Linked DNA regions of Zea mays: region 2 is linked to region 1. A link is a contact called in public Hi-C data. All regions are on one chromosome and are shown on one strand. Each heading gives the region's core, a stretch centred on a gene start, on an enhancer-like site or on the middle of the called end of the contact. The rest is flanking DNA. Distances are from core to core; before and after follow the strand shown. Region 1 holds the start of LOC103629953. Region 2 holds the start of LOC100286358 (B12D protein).

Region 1 (5,618 bases), core at 2,283-4,782:
GTGTTTGGTTTGAGGAATCATTCCATCCAAAATGAGGTAGGTGCATCATGGGTCCAATCCTCAAATTTGGTAGAATGACTCCAATACTCATATTAGTACTAACTAATTAACTATGAAAAATGAGGTGGTAATGGATCAACTCATTCCATTTCATAAACCAAACAAAAAAATAAGGAGTGATAAGATGATTGACTAACTCATTTCTCAAACCAAACAAACAGAGCCTAAATGTATTTGACACTGTGCACTCACTGGAAATAGCCTAAGATAGCAACCATTATATGAATAGGAAATATAGGTTCAGACAGGACCAGTAATTCCTCAAACTTTTTATAGCTCAACTCCAGACAGGAACCCACATCTCGCCGATGTGTATGACAAGCTCGTCTAAGGCTTCTACTGACTAGGAGTATGATCAAATGCCTCATTAACAAGTTCACCTATCCGCCCCACGTCAAACATCTGACCAAATTGTGTATGCACTGCACATCATCTGACGCCTCCTCTAGTTCGCGGCCTCCTCCAGCCCAGGCATGTTATTGACTCCGCAGCCGGGGCATACGTACCGACGCTGCAGCTCCACTGCAAGTGAAGCGTGCACCTTCTCCAGTTCAGCTGCCCGCGTGTTCGAGGTCAAAGAAAGCTTCGCCGAAAGCATGGGGAATATGCGACTAGAAATGCATAGGAACAGACAGCTCTGTATGTTCAGGATATTCGCCGAGCTCCTGCAACTGCTTTGTCTCTTCCATAACAGCCTCCATAAGAGCTCTCTTTGCTTGGACTTCGGCCAGCTCCTGACGGACCTGCGAACAAAGCACCAAAATCCTTGGTTTTTGTTAAACTGGCGCCTGGCAGGACAAAATGTCCTTAATCACCGAACCTTTCCTAACCAATGAGGGAGATAACTGATGGTTAGTATGGATTATTAAAAATAGATTACGCCACAGTTCAAACCACAAATCCTCTGCCTGCACGCCAGCCATGACCCTTGACACTGCATCGCCTACTAGTGTTTGTAATGCTGATTGATGAACAGCCTTTGGCAAACACATGTACTGCTCCACAGTTAATACATTTGCCTTCAGATGCATTAACCATTCAGTAACAATCAGTATGCATCGCACTTGCCATTATCATGTTTCTCGCTTTCCTGATTCATGAACTACAGCAGCTTAATATGCATTTGGCACTTTAATGGTCGCATATACTGTATAAACTTATTAAATGCAGAACATGTCAGCCGTCGTTCAAATATCCCGTAATTCACAGCCACAGTTTTTCATCAGGGTGGTCTCACGAACAGAAAATTGAAAATATGTTGGAAGTTCCATGCTTATAGTATTGTGAAGATAAATATAATGCAATGCTTGGGGAGAACAAACCTTATCATGATAAAGCAGATCCTTTTTATACTCTTCTTCCAAGAGCTGCACCTCAGCTTCAATGTTGCTCACCTTATCTGACAACTCTTCCGAAATGCCTTCCGAGTCCACGGTTTTACTCTTGTCTTTGACATGTTCACCTACAAAGGGGACATCTCAGATAGTGTAAAGGAACGAAGTGCACAATTTGATCCATATGTTAAATTGCGAATTGTCCAAAATAAGGAAACGAAACTAGCACTATCACTCAACATATCGAGCTTCAGTACATTTGACTACCAGAGAGGTCAAAGGATGTTTAGGCTAACTATGAAAGACACTTCAGAAACAAGATGAGAAATGGACACAGACAAAAAAGGACTTACAAAGTTTAACAACACAAATTATATTCATAAGTACAAAGACAACACCAAACTGGGCTATCTTGAAGTTCCTCTCTGTTATGGTAATAAATGAACAATTATCATAACAGACAGAATTTGCATTTGGTAATAAATGAACAATTATCAGCTGTCACCTGGCAATGCACAAAAACTCCAAATCATAACAGACAGAATCAGCTTCAACAACATAACATAATTTAATATCGCAAATTTATGGGTAAAAAGGAAAGAAAACCTATGAAGAAGCAATAAACAAGAAATGACTAGAGAAACATATATTAAATGGAACCCCTTCCACCATTCAGGAACAGAAATTGATATGTTCCATTCTGATTTTCATTACATACCATCTGTAGATGGCAGCTCACAATGATTGTACTCTGCTAATTCTAGAGATACCATCTGTTGAAATTGCCTGCAGAAGATGAATATTATTTCTCTAGATAATGAACAAGACAGTATTACCTTTCGATAGATAGCATGATAGTAACAAAATTGAAACTTACAAAACAAGTTTTAGCCAGCAAGCAAATCTAAATTGATGAAAAATTTAAAAAGTAAAAGCAGAATGTAATAAGAATCTTAAAGTGCCCTCTTAGTGCAATGTCATGACTCTTGCGAACACCTCTGATACACGTCCCATATAAAAAATTTCACCACTGTGCTCCCTTGTCTCAAGTATTTTGAGAATATCCAAACAATACATCATATCCTTATTATACAGAGGTAGTTACTGCCATTCTGCCAACACCACTATAGGCAAAGCCGAAAAACATAGATGCAACATCAGTTATAGTTTGTTTTATGATTGCATCAAACAACAAAAGAAGTCATTTCATACCTTATCTTTGCGTTCATCTCATACATCTTGCTAATGAAGTCTTCTCTGCAGCAGTGAGGGAAAGTATAACCATGACCAGCAGAGAGAAACAATATTTAGTACAGGACAATACATATGGGATATTTTGTAGAGCAACAAGGCATTAGATAGTTCATATTACTCACCTCTCACTGTCTTCCTTGCTCTTTTGGAGCAAATTCGTCAAGCACCAACAGCCGATCCATTCCAATTCGAACCACAAACCAGAATGAGAATAAGTTAATTTAATACTAAAGTAACAAAGGACCCAAATAAATTCGCTGCGAATTATGATGCTCTAACTTTGAGCGCGTCCAGATCAGTGCTGGCCTTCGAGATCTCCTCATGGAGACACGAGATCGTCGCCTAAACGCACCAAAGTAGTTCGGGTCACGAAAATTGGGCATAGCAAGCGTGACAATTCGTCAATTTAAAGGCGAGACGAGGAGAAACCTCTAGCGCAAGGATGGAGTCGGCGGCGATCGCGTCTTGCACTTGGCTCCCGCGAAACTCCTGCTCCGCAGCCTCCCGCGCGCGCTTCGCGGCGTCGAGCTCCGCCGCGGCCACGTCTGCCGCGGCGCGCGCATCAGCGAGGCGCCGCCTGAGGTCGGACACCCTGCGCTCTGCGCGCACGCCAAGCGGGAGACGGCGGAGCGTCCGATCAACCGCAGACGCGCGAAAAACCTAGTGCCTCCGCGCTCGGCGCGGGAGAAGTTGGGTGCTTACCGCCGTGCGATTTCTCGTAGGCGAAGTCGCGGATGATGGAGAGGAGCTGCTTCGGGGTGTCGCCGCCTGACGCCGCTGCAGCCATCGGCTCCGTGGAAGGCTCTTCTGGAGCTTCTGGAGAGGCTCAGCTCAGAAGGGAGGTTTGTTTTTTCTTTTCCCGCCGGGAGAGGAGATCAGAGATGGTCGAAGAAGGAATGGGCTCTCGGACAATTGACGCTTCAGAGGGGTTTTAAACAGTTTAGATGGGCCTCAAGTCTTCGACATGCATGACCCTCAGGACGAATGAAGACATTTGGCAGCCCAACACGGGCTGTAAAAATATACGACAGGGAGGCCCCTTCGACCTGCAACCCAGTAACAGTTTGAGAGGTAGGCGAGCGAGGATAATTTTGAGCTTCGGCCCAAACCGAGTCTTCCTTTGAGCGGTTTTTGCCTCTAAATAACCACCGAGTCTAGATTTTATCCTCAAACTCTACATAAATTTAGATATAAATTGTCCATCTTCAGATCTTAAAATGATTTATAAGTTACGCATTCCCGGTTAGAAACAAATTCATAGATGGTTTCATACAAATATAAAAATATCTAAAAATTGGAAGAAAAAAAATCTAAACACTTACACCTATATTTCAAATTGTAAACCGCTCTGACATTTTAGTATGTCGTGTTTTATACACATAAATATATACTATGTACAAATATGTTATAAAAAATATGTAACTTGGAAAACCAAAACTATTTCCAATTTAGAACTAAAAAGAGTATTAAATGTTGTAATGCTTCTCATAATAAAACTACGATTGCTATGTATAAATATGCTATAAAAGTTATGTGTCTATAAAAAAAAGCCAAAGCTACTTTTCATTTGGAACGAAGAGAGTATTAAGATAGTGTTCGGTTACGGAGCCACATAGGATGGAACAACTATGTCTCAGGGAGCGGTTTTTGTCCGAGAGATTTTGGGGAGCCAAATAGTCTTATATCTGAGCGTAATTTTCCTATTTTTAGGTTCACTCCGCCCTTCAGAGAATCGATCTAAACAAAAATAAATTGGGAGCGGGGCGACTCCGTCTCCACCATACTTTAGAACCAAATGTTACCTAAAATGTCTTGATGTCCCTCATGATAAAACTATGATGTGAAACATCGTGAACGCAACGCACATTTAGAGATTGTGAAAATATGTTTAGAAGCTTCCAAATATTAGATTTAGCTATAAGATAATATAAAAAAATAGAAAAAATGTAAAATATTCAAAACAGTGTCCTAACCTATTTTAAAACATGGGATGCAACTAGCATAAATGCGATAAATTTAGGTGTAGTCGAGGTTTGTAGTTTGTACAATTTGAATATATATATATATATATATATATATATATATATATATATATATGTGTATATATATATAGTTTTTAGGAGCTATAAGCTCATTAATATTTTGAATTATACAATATGTGAAATAAAAAAATCATGATGCAATTTACATGTACGGAAAAAGATATTTCCAAGAGCAATGATTTTTTCATCGATAGAAGAAAATCATAATCTAGCATAAAGTGGTGAACGTTTTGGTGAGAATATAAACAATGAGGAGAAGAAGAAGATAAAAACGGCACGAAGGTTTAGCCGGTCCTCGAGCTATATATCTAATCTCCAATCTATAAACAACATCATATATAATATAAAATAGTATTTTATACAACAAACTACCGGCCACTCTTGGCGAAGACTTTCATACCCACCACCATCTATCCCGTGATGAATCTTCGGCCGCGTTTGGTTTCCGCAGATTTTTAAAATCTGCATGTTCACGTTACCCAAGAAAACCCAACTATGGCTTGATTCTACAGATTTTGTTTCTATGAGCGCAGAATCTAAGGCACAGAATAAACTCTGTTTGGATCCATAATATATTCTTAAAATCAGATTCTTAAAATCTACCGTAAACCAAACACGCCCGAATCATCGGTAGCTAATGGACAGGAAGGGAGTCGTACGTGCGTGTCACGAGGCAAACAAAACAGGAAGGAAGTCGGCGGCGCCTGACTCGCACTGACGCTTCTGGTCGGAGAAAGCTATTGCTCACCTGTCACTCACAGTCACCTGCTCATCTACCGCCAAGCACCGGCGAACGATCAAAGAAAGATAGCACACCTACATAGTTACGGTTTAAACTAGCAAGTACCGTTGGAGTAGAATAAGTACAGTACTTTGGTCTCTATGTATTTTTTGCTGCAAAATACTTTAATATTTTTCTAGTTTTTTT
Region 2 (5,618 bases), core at 1,214-3,713, 200 kb after region 1:
CCTAAATTCCAAAATCTGAACTCGTAATGAAATAAACATATTTACATATATATGCTATAGAAACTCATTCGTAAATCAGTAAAGATCCAATATTACATGTTATTACCATAGATTTTAATAATCCAATTATGCAGAGTTTATTTTTTGTCTGTTTGATCCCTGTTTGAATCCAGTATTTCTGTTAGACTACTATGGAGAGTTGTTTCTTTTGTTAGTTGACTGGATTGAATTTACACAAAGTTTATTGTTGCTGCAGCACTGAATGATCTTTTTGGTCATTATGTGGAAGCATGGAAATCATGGTACGTGGATCTTACCCAGGAAACGGCATCATGAAGCAGAATGTTGGCAGGTCAGTTGTAACTTGTAAGCCGTTTCCAGTAGTTAGATCAACTGAGTTGTTGATGCTTGCTTAGGGAACCACCCTGTACAAGATGGAATAAAAACACGAAGGCAATTTTGTCTTTCGACTGTATTTACTCGAATGCTAGAAGTGAGGCCATTTTTTCATAAGGAAAAAAGCAGGGAAAATGGGAAATCGATCGAGTTATCAAATTGTTGCTAGTGGACTATTCTGGAGTCAATCGAGTTGTCACCAAATGTTTACCGTTTCCTCGTCCCTGGTATCCGCTTCGTTGTATATCATACAGCTTTAGTTGTTGGGTACGGTACGAGGAGCACAGCAAGACAAATGAAGGCTACAATCCGTTCTGCTGGTTGTTTATTTTTGCATTACTCTACCAGTTTTGAACTTTTGATGAATTTATCTGGTTTAGTGTAACGTTAAGGTTTAATGATCGTGCGATATATCTTTTAAAATAACTAGTTGAGAGACTAATTTGATCCACTATTTCTTTAGGATCAGAGAAAATATCATAAGCTAGTCATCGACCTTGGTTCATCTAACAAAAACAGAAATCAGTAAATTTTGACGTATTCTGGCGCCTGGGCTGGGATTAGCATCATATCGAGGAGATGCAAGACATGCAGATGCCCAATCAAACTCAGTCATAGTTCACACACTGCAGAAGGAGCGAACTTCACAAGACGGTACCATTACCAGTATCCAAATGACAATTTTATCACTGAAGTGCGGCAAATCCAGATGACAGATGAATATGAACATCAAGCATGGACGATCAAACTCATCCACCATCATACATATACCAAGTCATCACCAAGCGCTCAAAGTACTTTTAGAGGTCATGGATGTCCCCAACATATTGAGTTGCCAGCAAAGTGTAAAATCCCCAGTAGCAAGTAGTAGTAGTAGTATGCCAATCAACATGCTTCACTTAGGGTCAGTGAAGAACTTGTTAACTGCAGGCATGATCTCAGGAGTCTTGTCGTGCACAAAGCTTCTTAGGCCATGCATGGCGTAACGTCTCCCCTCCTCATGGTTCTCAAGCACACCAGCTGCCCTCCCTGCCTTGTTTACCCTGTAAAATTCAAGGCATTCGTGTTGATAGTGTTACAGGATTAATGTATATGTAAACATGGATGCATGTAACTAGGTAAGCACAAACAAACAGCTACAATTGTGACATCCTCGTGTTGTCAAATAGTGGACAATCAGACTGAAGATGTGAACAGCGTGCCTACATGCATATGCCGTTTTAAACTCAGAAAAAAAAATACTGTAATTGGCACCATGCATGTAAACAAACTATTAAGATGTCATGTAAAGAACAGAAGCATATGCATACATTTTATGCTTATAGCCACGAATTAGCACTCCCAAACCTTACACTTCGGTTCCTACAATCTGACCGAACAGCTACAAATGGTCTAGTCGTTTTCAACCTTGCCCAGCAAAAGGAACTAGTTTTCCAACCGGGAAAACTACCAAGACAAATTTCACCTGATGGATACAATACAACTCTGGTTCTGGCAAGTCAACGGCTCAACGCCGAACCATGGTTCAGCCTTTCAGACAAGACAAAGAAATAAAGCGACTACTGAACTAGTGAACTTGAACTACATATAGACTAAAACTTCAACAGCACCCAAACCAAGCAGATCTACCCTGATCCAGCAGGAGCAGCACATTTCTTGCAAGAATAAAACAGGCAGGAGTTAAGAGCACGGAGCGGACCTGACTTCCGGGTTGCCAGTGATGTTCCGGAAGAGCTGAAACCCGCAGATGCCGACGGCCACGCCCGTCGCCGCGAACAGCGGGTACACCTGCGCTGCACCACCATGAGAGAGAGAGAGAGAGAGAGAGAGAGAGAGAGAGAGAGAGAGAGAGAGAGTGCAATCGAAGAGATCGAGGAAGCTGACCTCGGGCCGGACCCAGCGGCTGGCCATCTGAGTCGGAGTCTCTTCGCACTGGGACGCGGCCTCGACGGCGGAGAAGCACGGGGAAAGTGGACAGGCGACGGCAGAGGGGGAGTGGGCGGAGTGGGTGGAGCGGTTTTATCGGCGTGTGCGGTGTGGTCGTTTGGAGCTTCTCGCCCGAAATGACGGTTCTACCCTCGCGTTTCTCTCACTTTTTGTTTCCTTCCGGTTGCCCACTTGGTTTCATAGGAGTACGCCGGAATTATTTTAAGGGCTAGTTTGAAAATTCCATTTTTTCATGTAATTTTTATTTTTCTAAAAAAATAAACTAGTTTAGGAACTCTATTTTCCGTGCAATTCCTATTTTTCTAAAGGAAAATAAACTAATTTCTTAATAATAGTAATTTAGATATATATCAATTAAGTTAATTATGTTTTATGTAAAATATATTTGTATATTATTATTAGTAAGATGCCAGAGATATTTATGTGCTACATTTTACTACAGAGGAGTGAGACAAAGTGTGTCATGTAAGTTACAGAGTAGAAACGAATTCTACTAATACATAAAATCATTTCTCATCCTCCACCCCATGAATTTGAGATAGGCTTATATCTGAACTTTGGAAAGTGGTGGAATGTTAAATTCCAAACTAAATAAGTTACTTTATTGAGTGAATTCCAATTCCTCTGAAATGAAGGGATCCAAACGCCCCGTTAGTAAAATGGAAATCCCTTGGAAAAATGGTATTCCCAAACTAACCCTGAGGAAAGTTTATGATTGCACCTTTCTCTCTAGCCTTATAATTGTGATTTTATTATTTGGTTTTTAAGTTTATGATTTTATCTCTCCATTTTATTATGAAGCTTTATGAGACCCTTGTGCCTTTACATACATTTGACAATGTTAAATCTGATACAAAAGACAAAATGTTCATACAATTTAATTGTAGGGGCAGAGGCTGAACTAGACCTTGTTCGCTGATTACGCCCCTAAGCCAAAACTAATCATGTCTGAACATAGGACCAGGCATGACCGAAGGCTTCGACAAGCACACTTCATCCGGAAGAGCTTTTGATTTCCAAGGCTAACGACAATCGAGTGAGGACGTCTCCATGGGGGGCTCGCTGAGAGCGAAGACCCGCGTCATGCCAATCGAGCGAAGGCTAATGTGTGGTGGGCCAGACTCCCCATTGACGAAGGCTCCAAACGCGGACCACCCCATAGATGGCGTGAGGGGTGCTAAGGTGCCCAACCATCAGACATGAGAGCGTCGGGAGGACGAAGACCTAGGGGAAGCATAGATTCTACAAGGTTGCCAAAGCTTTGTGGGCCGTCCCATTTGGGTCCACCTGTCAATGTACCAATCATGTAGATGTTTTGGTGCGCTCGGCCCTATCACGTTACTGCACTGTAATTACCCTGTCGTACAATATATTCCTAGGATGTAGTTGGTAACCGGGGGTTTGAATGTATTTTAGGCTACCAACCCTTGTTACCCTATAAATACCCCTGTCCTGTAGCTGGACGGGACACGCTTGATAGGACGTTGCAGTTTTTCGACTTAACATTTTGTTGTGCATCGTGCTTCTCACCTCCTCCCGAGTGTTGGGGTCCACCTGTCAGAACCCAACATTTGGCACCATCGTTTATGCTTCAAAGACCAATCCCACGATGCCTCCCAAGAAAATCAACACCATGTCCAAATTACTCCACCACCGATGAAGTCGCGAAGGCAGCCCTCCTTGCCAACGCCAAGAAATCTAAGGTTGCCTTCGCTGACGACATCCCACAACCCTCCACCAAAAATGTCCCTCCATCTACCGCCGAGTTAGAGGGTGAAAACCATCAACCTCCTAACCAGAAACCGCCATCATCCCCAGAGGAAAGCGTCCATACTTTCACCTCAGCGACCTCAAGCGATCCACCTTTCAATCCACAGAGTCACCTCTATGAAGTCAAAACATGGCAAGACTTAACAAGGAACATGACATTGAAAGGGAAATAGGGTTAACCATTTCCTATAATCGATTTTGGTGGTTGACGTACAACACAAACCACATGGACTAACTAGTTTGTCTAGATATCATTTATCTCAGGTGCATAAGATTCAACACAAACCAAGAAAGAAATTCAGTTAGGGACCCAATCAAAAATGGAGCAAGACTTAGAGTGTGCTGATTTCTGGCGCACCGGACAGTGTCCGGTGCCCCAGGCCAGGCACCCTTCGAACATGCCACTCTCGGGAAATCAGAGGCGCGCTCCGCTATAATTCACCGGACTGTTCGGTGAGCCAACGGAGCAACAACTTCCTACGCAGCAACGGTCGTCTGACACGATGAATAATGATGAACAGTGCCACGGCAGAAGTCAGAGCGCAGAAGTCAGAGGTCACCGGACTGTCCGGTGCAGCAAGACGATAAGGCGCTCCAACGGTCAACTGCTCCAAACCCTAACAGACGCGCTGACGTGGCGCGCACCGGACTGTCTGATGCGCCCATCGCCAACAATGGCTAGGAAGTGGCTGGGGGCTACAAATACCCCCAACCACCTCATTTAAAGACATCTAAGCATTTCGAGTTTCTCATTCATTGCAAGAGCAAAGTGCAACACTCCAAGACACAATCAAAGCAATCAATCCACTCAAAGTTCCCAAAATCAACACTAGTGCTTTAGGGCTTGTGAGAGGATCATTTGTGTTCTTTTGTTGCTCTTATTGCTTGGATTGCCTTCTTCCTTTCTCATTCCATTTCTCAAGTGCTTTGTAAAGCTAAGCAAGAGACACCAAGTGTGGTGTGGTCGCTGCGGGGTCTTAGTGACCCGTGTGATTAAGGGAAGGCTCACTCGGTCTAAGTGACCATTTAAGAGAGAGGGAAATGGTTGAAATAGACCCGACCTTTGTGGCCTCCTCAATAAGGATTAGGTTCTTTAGAACCGAACCTCGGTAAAACAAATCACCGTGTCTACTCGCTTTGATTCTCGCTTGATTTGTTTGCCCTCTTTCCTCTCTCTAACGTTTCCTTGGTAGTATTGATTTGAGTTTTCTTCCATACATCATCCGCATCCTTTGAGCAACTCTTAGCAAGAGAAACAATCCTTTGGACTTGAATTTAATTCTAACGCTAACCCCAACCTTAGTGTATTTAAGTTTATAAATTTTAGGTTTCGCCTATTCACCCCTCCTCTAGTCGACTTTCAAACATTAATACCCTAGGCTTCGCACTGCTAAAGAATCATCAGCACCCTTCATCAAGTATTGCCATCACAAACAATGACAAAGATGATCTACAAGATGGCACTGACCTCAACTCCAAAACGAAAGAGCAACTCCTACTTAAGA

The links. Hi-C and Micro-C count contacts between places; a contact is called where the count stands out from the background.
Region 2: a Hi-C map of tassel shows a contact between it and region 1, with 1.7 times the contacts expected there. The contact joins the promoter of LOC100286358 here to the promoter of LOC103629953 in region 1. A contact is called at or near these places in 4 of 25 Hi-C or Micro-C datasets (bundle sheath, ear, leaf mesophyll and 1 more).

The regions. Positions count from the first base shown.
Region 1 is chr6:125,773,964-125,779,581 of Zm-B73-REFERENCE-NAM-5.0, forward strand. LOC103629953 reads right to left here and starts at 3,533. Exons shown (of 9, transcript XM_008651051.2): 1 at 3,351-3,533; 2 at 3,078-3,247; 3 at 2,928-2,990; 4 at 2,771-2,790; 5 at 2,607-2,651; 6 at 2,113-2,180; 7 at 1,383-1,522; 8 at 715-803; 9 at 201-623. The coding sequence starts at 3,435. The coding sequence ends at 506.
Region 2 is chr6:125,977,213-125,982,830 of Zm-B73-REFERENCE-NAM-5.0, forward strand. LOC100286358 (B12D protein) reads right to left here and starts at 2,464. Exons shown (of 3, transcript NM_001159245.1): 1 at 2,281-2,464; 2 at 2,096-2,184; 3 at 1,057-1,439. The coding sequence starts at 2,307. The coding sequence ends at 1,292. It overlaps LOC103629955 (E2F transcription factor-like E2FE), which reads left to right. Exons shown (of 11, transcript XM_008651054.4): 10 at 257-352; 11 at 860-1,350. The coding sequence ends at 336.